2 separate regions of the Columba livia genome follow, and region 1 is linked to region 2. The links are chromatin contacts, called in public Hi-C maps. All regions are on one chromosome and are shown on one strand. The core of a region is the stretch at or near the end of the contact, and the rest is flanking DNA. Distances in the headings are between cores, read along the strand shown. Region 1 holds the start of SHLD1 (shieldin complex subunit 1). Region 2 holds the start of GPCPD1 (glycerophosphocholine phosphodiesterase 1).

Region 1 (7,201 bases), core at 4,419-6,918, 43 kb after region 2:
GGGACCAAACAAAAGAACATGTGCAAGCTGTGGGACGGTGCTGCTGGCGGCCCCGCTGCTGCCTCACCTCACCCAGGTGAAGGGTGATGACACCTGAACGAACAGAAGGAAGATGTGCCAGGGAGGTTTAGGTTGGACATTATTAGGAAAAGGTTCTTCACCCAGAGGACGGTGGAGCACTGGGACGGGCTCCTCAGAGAGGTGTCATGGCCCCAAGCCTGACAATGTTTAAGAAGCGGTTGGACAACACCCTCAGACACATGAACTGTGGGGTTGTCATATGCAGGGACAGTAGTTGGACTCAATGATCCTTGTGGTTGTCTTCCAACTAAGGACATTCTACGTTTCTAACCAAAATGTCTCCCCTCAGAATCGAGAGAATTAAAACCGAATTAAATTTGTTTTGAGAAAAACCTGACTGGAAACAGCTTTGACTCGACTCGACGCCGCGGCCGCCCTCCCCCCGCCATATTTCCCTGTATTTTTCTCCTCTTATTCTGCTTCTTTCCACACAAAGTCTCCGCTCGCAGCCCCACGGGACGCTTCCGTTCAGTCGCCCTCAGGGGCGGACCCTTTTGCCGCGCAGACGCGGCCAGAACGCCCGCGTCTGCCGTTGCCGCCCGGGTCCTGGTCAGCTTGGGCTCTGCCGCCGCCCTGCTCCGCACCGCCCTGCCTGCGGCCCTTCCGGCCGCCCCTGCCCGTAGCCAAGATGGCGGCCGGCGGCCTCGGAGCGGAGCGTCCTGCTAGGACACATCGTCTTCCGCCCGGCAGCGGGGAGGAGGGACTGAGAGTGGTTGTGGGCATTTGCTTTTCCCCTCATTCCTTTGCACCATGTTTTGCGGTCCGTGGGATGCTGCAGCCTCATTTTCTCCTTAGAAAGTGGGGGGGGCGGGGGAGGAGGAGGTGGCAGGCATGGCGACGCCGCGGGTGGTTCTAGCTTTTGGGCGCCCTGCGGGGGCTGCCCTGCACTGCTCTCCTTTCCCTGCGCTGCCCAGGGAGCGGTTGTTGCAATAATGGGTCTCTTGCCTGCAGGAAAGGGGGAAAGAGATGAGACTGTGAGGAAGAGGACCCTCTATTCTGCGTTCCCCAACACCAGCTGAGCAGGGCAGCTGGTAAGGCCAGTGCCTCGCACCCCGTGACGTGCCCATTGCACTTGGTGGTGTGTGTTTGACTGGAAGGTGCCCAGCAGCAGCTGCTGCTCAAGCGTGGCCTGGAGGAAAATCCAGTTTCGTCCTGAAAGAACGTTTGTCCTGGTTGCTCACTGAAAATAATGAGGTAATGGCAGAGGGTGAGAAACAGGATTTGGGTTCCGTGGACCCGTGGCTTGCTCCACACACTGGGTTACGTGGCCCTCAATACGCATGTCCTGGTTGAGGCCTGACATAGGACAGGGTGTCAGTGTTGGCATCAAAAGCACCGCTAGATAAACCTGTTGGGGATGTATCTGCTCCTCCACAAGAGGAAGGGCAGGATACCAGCTATAATTTGCTTCTCTGTTTTACGGGTTTTGAATAATCAGCGCATCTGGCAGCTTCTTGAAAAGAAAATTTGGCTTTATTTCTAGAGTGTACTGACCCCTTGTTTTCAGGAGGTCTCAGTTGCTGTCAAAAGATTCAAGGGCATTGCTAGATGTGGTGTTTCTGATTCCTAGAAAAAAAACTTTCTCTTTGCCAGACTTGACAGACAGTGGTATATATGGTGACTGACTGTTGACAGCTGGCATATGTGTTTGGAAAGGTCACACTGTCCATCAGCCCGATCAGCTGATGCAAAGTATGTAACTGACCTGTTTGTTTCATTCCAGCAAGCTGGGATTGGCAAACCATGAAGGAAGAAGGAGATCCTGAAGCAGTGACAGACTGTTTACTCACAGAGGACTGATTCCAAGAGGACTGCTTCCGCGTCAGTGCTGTTCCTAGGTAAGGCACAGAGGTAACAGTGTCTCTTTCAAGTACCTCAAGGTCTAGGACTGAGCTGAGGTCTTGCTTATCCTCACAAACAAGTCTCTCCATCAGTTTTGGGAGTAGAACAACTGTAGCCTTGATTTATGCTGCCTTATATGGTCAAACTACACTCTGAAATTGTTGGAGGAGCTGATCTAAGGGAAAACTTTTTTTTTAAGGCGATTTTAAAGGTGATTTTTTTTTTAAAGGTGATCTGAACCTGATCATCACATGACTGCACATGGTGTTAGCTCTGTCATGGAAATATGAGGAAGGAGGCTGGCACAGGCAGCTGGCAGAGATGGCCAGGATCACAGCAGCCCATATCAATGACAGCCTTAAGCTCTTGTGGTACCACACCACCAGCTCCTCTTGCTATAATCTCCCATTTGCTCTTGGAGGGATAGGATTGGTTTGTTTTTTGTGATTTTTGTTTGCGGAGCGTGTGTATGTGTATTTGTTTGGGTTGGGTGTTTTTTGTGGTATTTTGTTTGGTTTTTGTTTTGTGTGGGGTTTTTTGTTTGTTTGTGTGTTTCTGTTTGATTTCTTTCTTTTTTGTTTTGTCGTAGTTTTTTTCCAGACTGAAACAGGCACTTTTGTTCTCTAAAATATTAGTGTACTTTAAAAGTAGAACAAATAAGAAAACAATATTTGAGGAAAGTTTCTCCTTCGCTGTGTTCTGTATGCATAGATCATCTGTGTTTTGGGACATGAAGATCAATGGAGGAAAAGCTTCCCTCTGAAGTGACTGTTGGGGGCAGAGGGTTGTGTGCTCTGTTTTGTTTTTAACCTTCCTCTCTGTTTTTCCTGGAAGCTTTCTGTGAATGCACTGACCTTGCTTGTCCCTCCAAGACAAGGCAGCTGCTCTCTTCCAGTATCACAGCCAACATCTCCACTCTGTTAATTAGTGAGTCAGCATTCTGCAAAGGTCAGAGGTGCATCTTTGCTACAAGTTGACTCCACACAGAAGCACCTAAGGAGAGGTGATTTTTTTTTTTAATCTGCATGAAGGTATTTACTTCATTTTTCAGTACTAATCCTTTCTAGGTATTTGTTTGGCCCCTGTGGCTCTAACATTCCTCACTGACAACAGCTCTGAGATAAGAGTATGTTGCCTTTTTCATTTTATGGAAGAGGAAATAAATGTGAGCCTGTAGGGTCCCAAGCTATTGCCTGACCACAGGATCTGGTTCCTCTGTCCTATCACTCTTTACCAAAATAGCGAAAGGATACAGCTGGTGGAGGGGGTAGCACAGGCAGCCACAACCTGCTTTTTTAATAATGTATAAGTAAATGAAACAGGTGAAGGAAGAAACTTGCACAAAATCTCCTGGAGTCTGGGAACTAAACTCACATGTCATGAGAAACACTCTTGTTCTGTCCCCATTTTTTCCATGAAAAGTAGCATCCGTTACTTGAGTGAGGGGAAAACACAATGTCTACTCACACTTACCCCGTTCAATGTCATCATCAGTGCATGCTCAGCAAGTATTTAAGTGAAGCTCCTGTGCAAAAGTCCTTCTGTCATAAGGCCTTGCAGTAAGAACTGGGTCAATTCCTTCTCTATTTGGTGTTGCTACAGGTGAAGTACAGCAGTACTCTGCTCAGACCTGGTCCTGTTAGTGGAGAGTCTCAGCTGCCTCACAAGGGGTTGTGCAGGGTGGACAAAGGCTGGTGGCTGAGGTGTCAGGTAGAAACTGAGGGTGTTTGGGGCTCTTCTGCATCTTTCCTTGAGGTCTACAGGGTCCCTCTTAGTGAAGCAGTGCTAATCATGCTTTGGCCTGAGGATACCTACTTGCTTCTCTCTGTTTGTCATTCTGTGAGCTCCTGCCCCACCAAGTTTTTTGCCTTTCATTCCTCTCCTGCCTGAGACACTTGCGTGGCTGTGATTGGAGCTGCTGGAGTGGAACATTTTGATTTCATCCTCTCCGAAAGAACTGCCCATCCACTGTAGCCCTTGGTATGGAGCTGGATGGCACCAACCCTGCCCTACTCTCTGTGGTGGTGGACTGGTTCAGGGAGCTCAAGAGAACGATGTTGGAATGTGGGATGTTTCAACTGCAGCTTTCCAAAGTGCTGTGCACAGGGTATACAGCTGCCCTAGGGTCTCCACACAAGGAAATCCTTGCTGTCCCTGTGGGGTTGGGACTACTGTGTTTTAAGATGCTCTTTCATTCTGCTAGTGAGTGTGATGAATTTTGTGAACAGAGGCAGGGGCTTAACTTGTGACTTCTAGAAGCATGAATGATCAGGGAGCTTGAAGAACCTACTTCCTTTTAAACTGCACACATAATGTGCCCTGAAGGGAATATACTCCATAGCTTTCTCATGTTGGGGGCCTGAATCTTTACTTCTAGAAAGCCTCTAGCAAAGCCAGATTTGTTGTGGACTCCTAGTGATCCTACTTAGGGCTGACAACTGTTTCCCTTACACCTTTCCTCTTGTTTTCTTAAATGAAGTACTAATATGCTTGATCAGCTTTTCTCAGCTCAGAAAGCAGTGCAAAAATGCCAAATTGTTTGTGTTGGTTTCTGCTTGGATTTTCACGCTCTAAAAACCCAGCTCAGTTGTATTTGTCTCTCTGCAGTGGGACCATGGAAGGAAAAGAGATATCATCAAATTCTCACTCAGATGAGAGCAGCATATTGGACCTGTCCTCTGTTTGTGACCTAGCAGAGTGCTTTCTGCCTCCACATGGCTCTGAAAACAGCGAGGAACTTTTTTGTTCTGTGGATACTTTTCCCTCTCCACCCACAGGTAACAGCTTCTGCCTTTCCACATATTCTTTCTTTAGCCAGTGCATTATCTACTTAGTGTATCATTTGACTGAGAAGAGCAGTCTGGTACTGATGCATCTGCCTTGTCTTAAAACACAGTTTACCTGAGCTACAGTTTGTTCCATCTTGACCAATGCAGTGTGAACTGTGGGTCGATGAGACAAAGGAGAGAAGTTCAGAGGATACTATCAGCTGCTAATGTTTTGACTACACTGTTTCTTCATATTAAGTGTCTTCTCAGAAGAAGAGAGTTACTTGAACTAACCCACAGAACATTCCCCTGGGCATCAATAGGAAATTACCATAGTCAGTAAGAATTGTTTTTAAACTGTCCATTATGTTCTTCCTGTGCTTGTCATGCATCTTCCAGGCATGAGCTCAGGATATGGCCTCTATAACCCGTTATTTTAAAATTATAGTAATGAATGTTTGCTTGTGCTAATGACATGAGTGTGGTGAGAAGTGCTTCAGTTCAGCTCCTGGGAGACAGCAGTTCCCTCACTTGAAGGAGGAATCATTCCTGCAGAAGTAGCATTTTACGTCAGCCACTACTCCAGATTCTTAGGAGTGATGTTGTACTTGAGAAGATCAAGGGACAGCTGACACACAGCCCAGTCAGTGTGAATATATGGCAAGAAGTGTGAAATCAAAACATGCTGGCCCAGTGGCATTTCTTGCCATGTGTTCATACTGGCTAGGATGAAGGTTGTAGTAATGATCTTTAATGTTGTGGGGGGAAAATAAAATCTGATCAGCAAATAATTTGTGGAAATGGTTTGTCCAGGCACCTGAGCAGGTGAAAAGTCACTGATGACATTTCTGGTTGCTTTGGAGTCTGAAGTAGTGTGAAAGTAGAGTTTGGCTCCTCTTCTTCCTCTGACACTGGGTGGTTTGCTAGTTCCAAGAAGTCAGCTTGTAATTCGACAGATGAGTTTTTTTCAGTGGGAATTCCACTATTTTCCATGCTAAACAGGTAAGTAGTGGGATCTACCAACTAATCTAGCTCTGATGTTGACTGCTTGCCTGTACAGTTGTCTTCACCTGTAATTGTGGGACATCCAGAACTGTAATGAAATCTGCAAACAGTAGATACTGATCCTTGCTTTGATTTTTCATATGCAGACCAAGAAGTCATGAGTCTTATGTTACTAATGATGCAAATCTACTGTAACCTCTACTTCAAACCATGAGCCCTATCACATTCAATGCTTCATCTTGCCTTAGAGGAATAGTGTATCTGATTTGAGGTTTTGCTTTATGTTTCGTGCACAAGAGGAGTGGCCACCATGATAAGAAATGTCTTGAACAAGCCTTTTCCACTGTTGTGACAGAGGAGGATAGGGAAATTCCTTTAACAGACTGGAAGGCTTTTGTCTACTCAGATTTCACAAGCCCTGTGTTGCATGTATGAAGAAATTCTGGAAGCTGTGAGGCATTTCCTGCATTATGTGTAAGGTGGTTTAGTTGCTCAGAAACCATTTAGTGTGGCTCAGGACAACTGGACATGATTGCTCTGGTGAATGGGATGCACAGAAGAACTGGCTGACCACTCAGCAGTCCTAAGAATGATCTGAGGCATTTGTGGAAAAATGAAGATGGGCAGCTCTAAACCCAAATGGCATCATTTGGCAAGTCATTTATGGTACACGTGTGGAATATGTAGCTGGAGCTCAGTACCAAGGTATTCTGAGAGGCCAGATCCTGCCTCCTTGCTGTCTCCAACACCTGCTGGTGTCAGTGGGGAATCCACATGTGCTGAGGAGGACAGGTGGGGCCTGTGAACCCTCTCCTTCATCACTTGTTTAGAGACCTCTCGCAACTGAGACCACTTGGCAATAATTATGGGATGCATGCTGTAAAGTGGTTCCTTACTCTGTGCTCCTGGGACTCAGTTCATGCTCTGAAATCTCGGTTCCTTTCTCCTTATAACACTGTCCAACCAATATACAAACTTGCTTAAACCCTCTTTTTTTGTGCAACTTCAGCTTTCTAAGCCACTGAGTTTGGTCACTGTGGCAGAAGAGGCAGGAGGACAGTTTTAAAAACAGTCTGCCTTTGTCACTTATGCTTGCACAAGCAAGTTCAATCAAACCTATCCTGGGAAAGGAAGGTCCTTTGCTTGTTTCTTTTCTTGTGAGATGTAAAATGCTGCTATGACACAAGATAAATTAGGAGAGTGGAGGTGGCTATGGCTTGCACCCCACAGTATGACCAGAAGATTGCATCCTGGCCCTTGGGCAGGATGGATGATGGGTCTTCTTATCAAACCTGAAAAATTTTTATTAGGGGTGGGTATCTTCCTTAATGATTCAAAAGCATTTCCAAAAGGTCATCAGGTCTCTGGGAATGTGACAGTTTCCTTATCAAAGAAGCAGACTGGCAGCATAGGCTGTGTCTGGCATCTGTCAAATGAACTGGACTGATACTGACTGAAATACCATGCCATCCCAGGTATTCAGGAATCGGAAATGGATATGGAGG
Region 2 (6,952 bases), core at 3,549-6,048:
AAATGATGTACTCTCTCTTGATACAATAGTGTTTTTTAATATTAACTCAACTAAGTTTGCAAGGCTCTGCTTCTAATGCTCTAAGGGCAGGCAACGTTTGACAGGCTTGAAATACAATTTGATCTTTTTTTCTCCTGCAGAGGCTTACAAGCCTGAAGACCTTTGACTTTCTTGTTGTTGTATGGACAGATGGCTTTCAAAATTAGGTAGGAAACACTTGAAGCAACTATATTAAGATAGACATGAATGAAAAGCTGACTTTATCAACTATGAGTTGGCTCTCAAGGCTGAAGAATTGTTGGTTATACTTTGCAGTAGAATGAAAAAAATACACATTGACATGTGATGGGGGAAGAGCGGGAAGACAGACATACCAAGCCTCAGGAAATTCTACACTACCTTTCTAAATTGGGGGCGGGGGGGGGGGGGGGGAAGATTTATATTGAAAATAATCAGAACTCATAACAACAAATTAACTTCAAGATCAAAGGAGAAGTAAAATGCCACTCTTCCAATTTATGAGTGAAATAAAAAGTCTTCTAAGTTCTGTCCTCTCTAGGATGCATCTAATGCAGTGTGACATAAAACAACTCATTTTAGCTCCTAGAAGTTAGATAACACAGATCATTGAGACTTTGACCCTTTGCATGGACGTAGTCAATTAAAGATAATCAATATTTCGCAATGTGCTCATGAGAAAACCAAAAACCAGCAGACTTAAACTGAAATACACTGTGTAAAATTTCTCCCCCAAAGCCGCAAAATCCTATCTAATAAACTATTAGTAGAAATTTCTCATGTAAAGCTATCAAGCCAAAACTCTCTTGGGTAACATTATTTTTAAGGATGACTGGATAATACACAACACAGATTTTTCAATAAGGGTAAAATACAGCTTATAAAACTATCCTTTTAATGGGTTAATTTTTTAAGATATCGAGATATATAAATTTTTATTAGGTACTTAATAGGGTTTTTCAAAGGTAATTAGACAATCAAAAATCAGACAGCTAGGTACCTAGGTGCCATGATAGTCCTGTAATGCATTTTAACACTTTAGAAAATCTGGTCCTTAATGTAGTAATATTTTTAACCACTATATTACTGAATTTGCTTAGTTATCTGTAGAAAAATAAAGACCATTTACGTACAAGCAGGCTTTTGTGTACTGTTAGCACACACTTCGTCACAGACCACAGCGTAGACTGCTGGTACTGCAAAAAATAAACATATGCTAACTTATTTCAAAATATCACTATCTTTTTTACACATAAAAATCTAAAGGACGAGGACTAGAAGGCTGCACCATTTTTGCTTCTAATTTTTTGATTTTAAGCACCACCTTAAAAGTAGAGGCTCATAAGACCTATCAACACCGAGGAGAGGTCCAACTCCAGGCTGAAGCAGGGGAAAGGTGCCATAGCCCCAGGCAAATCACGAGACAGCTGGGAGTGCGCGCTGGCTGGAGCGGGACAACGCAGGGCACCACAGCCCTGCCACCCGCCTCGGGAGGCCTGCGTTTGAACACTACCATGCGCTGCAGCAGGAGGTACCGCATTCACCTCTTACAGTCTTGAAAGCTGTACTGTACACAGCAATAGAAAAATCCTCCGTGCATCAGATCTGGTGCTGTGCTGACCAAAGAAGATATATGAGCCTAAGCACACAAAACTGCTGTTTTAAAACAGTTTTGTCATTTTTCACTCACAGCATTAGACTCCCAAGCATAAAAATATCAATTCATGCTACTTCAGACTATAACTTTAATATTTAAATGTTATGTATTCAAATCCGATTAAATTTGAAGTACGAAGAACGGATTTTGTTGCTTGTGGTTGTTCCTAATAAGGTCTCAGAATATTATGAACTACATCTAAAGTAACACATTAGGTATGTAATGAAATAAAGCAACAACAGCTGACAACACCTGGATTTTAGAGCAAGGTCAGAGGATATGCTTGTCAGGACATTCACTCTAACGACTGAAGGAGAATTTTTAGAAACAACATTACAGCATCAATTCCCTTGTTTCCACCCAAACAACCAGAAGGTTCTTCCCATCCCCTCCTTTCCCCCACACCTTGACTGTGTGAGAAAGGACAGCCACAAAGTCAGCAGCTCTCTCATACTGCATTGCAGTATGGACAGAAAACAAACTTGCATACAATACTTAGACATGCTGTTCTGACGCAAGGCAGGAATTTTACCAACAGGGCTATGCTGACATGCAGAAAGAACAGCCTGAGTACTGTTTTGAAACAGCATCACGTTAGTATATAGCAACAGAGAAAAATACATTCGAGATCCTATTTTCAGTATCAATTTAATGGTTTGCAAGGCTGAGTCAGACATGGTAATCAAACACAAGATTCCTACCTGACACACTATGTTCACCTATAATGCATCTGCTTTGTTTTAAATAACAGGAACTCAATGGTTTTCAGCATTTCTGAACTACTTGTGCATGACACAGACTGTTCTGTCTCAGCTATGTCACAACAGCTTCATAGACAAAGTTCTTGAAAAAGACAGGAAATGGCTGGGATATATTTGCAAGCAAAGTATAACAGCCTCGGTTTGATTTCTCTTTGCTGACGTGTTGTTTATTATTAACGTGTGGCCGACAAGATCTTAACAACAAGTAGTAATTTAGATCTTTGTAATCATACTAACATTCCACACTTAGAAATGACACGGACAAACAACACATCTAATGCTTCCCACAGCTCCCAGTACAACAACAAACAACTTTTTAAAAGGTTTTTCAAAGCCAGTATCCATTTTATTGAGGAACAACCTGCTTTACTAAGAGATTCTGTAGCAGTTTAGACTAGCAGTTTCTATTCAAGACAAACAGAAGTCCTCTGATTTTTTAGTACTTTCTATAGTTATTTTACAGAGAACAGTGCTACAATAGAAATACATATAAGAGTCTATAAGGAAAAAGATATTTTATGACAAAAAATAATTCCACTTGTCAACTATTTCACTGTACCATTAACTTTTAAAGTATTTTGAAGTGAAATCTCCATCTAACAGTGCATGCTTTAACAAATTAAAACACTAACACCCTGCAAGACAACCTATCGATTGAAAAGGGAAAAAAAAAAAGAAAATATGGGAAAATGAATCTGCACCTCCTGCCACAGCCTGGTTAGGAAGCAAATAACAAAGTTAATCTGGAGTTGTCTTATTAGTCATAGGAGATCAGGAATAGAACACAAGCTGTTAGTATTGTTAATGTGTTCCTTTGGTCCAGATCAGAGACAAAGAGCAGAACACACGCACCCGCACCAACCCGCCCGCCGCACCCCACTGGCCCGCCAGACCGACCGGACCTACCGACCGCTCTCCACCCGCCGCGGGCAGCGGCCCCACCGCAAGCCCCGCACAGCGCAGCACCGCGGGAGGCGGCCCGCCCCGTCCTCGGGCCCGCCCCGTCCCGGCCGCTTACATAATGCGGCAGCTGCGCGACCGCCCCGGGCGAGGGCTTTCAGCGGGGACGTTAATAAACGGATCCGGCGTGTCCCGGCCCGGCAGCTCGCCAAGCCATGCTCGCCAGGTGACAGCCCGGCCGCCGCAGCGCCGCGAGCGCCTGTTGCCCTCCCGGAACGATGCGCCTGCTCTGGACCGTGCGGCACCTCGGTCACCCCGGCGGCACGCAGCCCCTCTCCTCCCGCCACAGGGCACACAGCCATCCCCTCCAGGGGAGCTGCAGGCGCCATGCCACAGCCCGACCGTGCACCCGTGTCCCGTATCCCCTCAGGGCCGAGTGCCATCCCTCCTCTCAGCTCACAACACCCCCAGGGACGGCTTCCCCCGCGCCCTCCCGCCACCGCGGCGCGAGTCGAACCCCCCCAGGACCACGCACGAACCGTCCGCTGCCGCCGCACAGCCCCACCACGACACCCGCCCGGCAGCGCCGACCTGGCCAAGCGCCTCTCCCGGCTCCCAGCCCCTTTGTGCAGGGCTGCGGGCGGCGCTGCCCGGGCTCCCTGCCCCTCCTCTCGCCCCCGGGGTCCGTGGCCGCTGCCCAGGGCCCTCTGACAGCGGAGGGGAGGGGAGGGGGCGGCACGGCCACCAACCGGTTCCAGCTGCCTCCGGCCGAGCCGGAGAGGGGGCGGAGCGGCGCGGAGGAGATGGCCCCATGTGACCTCCCCTTGCCGACGCGTCACTGCCCGCGCCTTCGGCTCCGCCCTCCCCGCCGCACTCAGTAAGGAAAGAGCGGGAAGGGTGGGAAGACCGTGTCTTTCCCTCGAAAGCCCTAGGGTGGGGTCAGGGGGCGGGGCTAAGGAAAGGCGTGGCGGCGAGAGGAGCCGGGGCGCTGGGAGGGGGCGGCCGCGCGGGACAGGCGGAGCTCCGCCCCCCAGCTCCTCCCAGGGCCGGGCACCAGCAATGCCCCGCATCGCAACCGACCGAGTGCCGGACATCGTTCCCCCCACACCTCCCGCGGGGCGCGCGGCACTGCTCCCGCAGCGCCCTCCCGCCACCGGGGCGCGAACCGACCCCCCTCAGGCCCCAGGTCTCCTCAGGAGCGCGCACCGACCGTCCTCCACCGCGCCCCCGCGGGTCCCGGCCGGCCGCGTGGGCTAGCCTGGCGGAGAGCTGCACCGGGCTTCCCAACCTGCGCTGCCCAGCTCGCTGTTCCTCCTCCCGGAAGCCGGTGTCCGCAGTCGCTGCCCAGGGCCGCCTGGCAGCGCGGGGGATGGGGCGCCCGCCAACCGGTTCCAGCTGCCCCCGGCCGGGCCGGGGAGCGGCTGCCTCGCGTGACGTCACTCCCCGCAGCTTCGGCCCCGCCTTTCCTACTGCAGCCAATCAGAAGCGAGCAGGAAGGGCTGTTCCTCGAAAGCGCTGGGCGTCCGAAGGGGCCGGGTTGGGGGCCCGTTCCCCGGGGCCGGTGGGGTGGCTGTGCGGACAGGGCTAAGGGCTGGGAAAGGGCCTTGCTGAGGCAAGGGAGGATTCCACCGCCATCACCTACTCACCCCCTGAGGTCACTTTGCCTCAGGCTGGGTCCCCAGTGCCCAGCCTGGGAGGGTGCGGGCTGCTCAGGGGCAGGTAGCTCTTTCCTCGAGGTGCTGTTGGGTTGCAATGACAGGCCAGCTGTGAGCTCATGGCATCATGGGCACAATGACTTTTCTTGTGGTATGGAGGGACAGACAGCATACCTTTCTTGAGAAAGGCTTTGGTTGCTGTGGATTTGATATTTGTTGGTGGCTGTTTATTTCCATGAGTGTTTTTCAGAGCCCCTGCTTGTGCATGTGGCCCAGACCCACTGGCAGGATGCAGCCTCCCTTGCCTACTGAAATGTGGGGTGGCAGGAACTGGCCCACCACACAGCTGGGTCGAGGCTCCCAGGGAGCCCCTCTGCTTTTGGCAGGCTCTGCAGGCTTGCCTGTGTGCCTGGTCGTATAAGCAAATGGGCTGTCATTCATGGTACAGCTGAAAGCATGTTGCAGATTAAGTTTAATCAAACTAAATTTTTAATTGGATTCTATTCTCCTAGCTGTATTCTTTTGTTTGAATAACTATTTTAGCATAAGTGGCCAACTCACTGGAATTCCAGGCCACAAGTCATGGTTGCTTGGTGACTGATGGAGGGGCCCTGAAGACCAGCACCAGGAGAGAGAGGAAACTCTTGTCAGAAGAGGCTGCGAACCAGCTAGTAAAAAGGTTGCCTGGGGGATGGAGAAACAGCATCCAATAAGACACAAAGAAGCCCCAGACCCACACTTACCATCAGGCATGGACAGAGTGTGAAGGACATGTAAAGAGTGGGTGCATAGATTGTGAGGGTTTAAAAGCCCAAGCCTCTTTTGCCTCAGGGTCCCTCCCCTTGAGAGGCGCCCAGCCCAGACTGTTTCTTTGCTGTATCTTTCGATTTGTTTTTTATCTTTTGATTAAATTAGTTTGTTTTGTTTTTTTTTTTTAAGCACAGACATCTGGACACATTCCTGTGTAACCTCATCTAGGTGTTCCTGCTCTGTCAGGGGAGTGGACTGGATGATCTTTTGAGGTCACTTCCAATCCCTGACATTCTGTGATCTGAGACTATGCCAGGGGAAACCTAGGGTCAAGAGCATTTTTTTAACACAGGTTAAAACAGCCATTCCCCCCCCGTCTTGGGCAATGGATGGACATAGACCTGGGCAACCAACTCTAGGTGGCCCTGCCTGAGCAGGGCTCTTGGCCCAGATGACCTCCAGACGTCCATTGCCCCCTCAACCATCCTGTGATTGTGTGATCTCAGAGCTGTCTGGTGCAGGTTTCCCTTTGCAGAAGAAAACTCCCTGCTGGCTCATTAAGTCAGAGAAGTGGTGTTTTTTCTCATCTGTGCCATCAAACCTGGGGTCAAGAACATTTCTTTAACAATGCCACCAAGGCATATCAGTGTGGGAATGTCCATGCTGGGGTTTCGAAGACCCAGGCAAAGTGTGATACTTGTCTCAGTTTCAGGTTGGCTGAGACCAGACCCTTGGATGAAGACCTTGGGCGGCTTTGCTGCACTAAAAGATAGTTGTGTTTGGCACTACAACTTTGTGGCTTTCCCGAGACTTGATTTACTGAGAAAAAAGCTGTCCCACTGTAATTCACTCAAAAACGTATTAGCAAATAAAGGGAAAATGTTTTCCTCTGCTTTTTTTTGGGGGAGCTGGTGCTCCATTTTGCAGCAGAGCTTTGGAGTTGTGACAGTATGACGAGTCCAGTCATTCTAATAGTAAGCTTGCATAAATAGTGTGATAAGGAACTGGATTCTGCTTTATACAGCTTGTGTCAGCTGGTAAAGAAGCTGCAGTCCGTATGTGTGGAGAAGCCCCTTTATCCTGTCTTGCATTGGGATTTAGTGCTATTGCTAATATGCTGCTCTGTGCTTTCCTTCTATCCATTGTTTAAATAAACAGAGGACTATTTTCCATTCATTCATGCCCTGCAAATCCAGCCATGTTTATAAGTA

What was found. A called contact is a pair of places that touch in the nucleus more often than the background predicts.
Region 1: a Hi-C map of liver shows a contact between it and region 2, with 2.8 times the contacts expected there. The contact joins the enhancer-like site here to the promoter of GPCPD1 in region 2. A contact is called at or near these places in 2 of 2 Hi-C or Micro-C datasets (crop and liver).

What each region holds. Positions count from the first base shown.
Region 1 is chr3:110,989,318-110,996,518 of bColLiv1.pat.W.v2, forward strand. It overlaps SHLD1 (shieldin complex subunit 1), which reads left to right and starts at 589. Exons shown (of 5, transcript XM_065059166.1): 1 at 589-841; 2 at 1,033-1,112; 3 at 1,805-1,919; 4 at 4,511-4,700. The coding sequence starts at 4,538. Within about 2 kb of position 5,669, at least 1 of the 3 cell types and tissues checked has an H3K27ac peak away from gene starts, as active enhancers do.
Region 2 is chr3:110,946,905-110,953,856 of bColLiv1.pat.W.v2, forward strand. It overlaps GPCPD1 (glycerophosphocholine phosphodiesterase 1), which reads right to left and starts at 4,799. Exons shown (of 20, transcript XM_065059128.1): 1 at 4,595-4,799.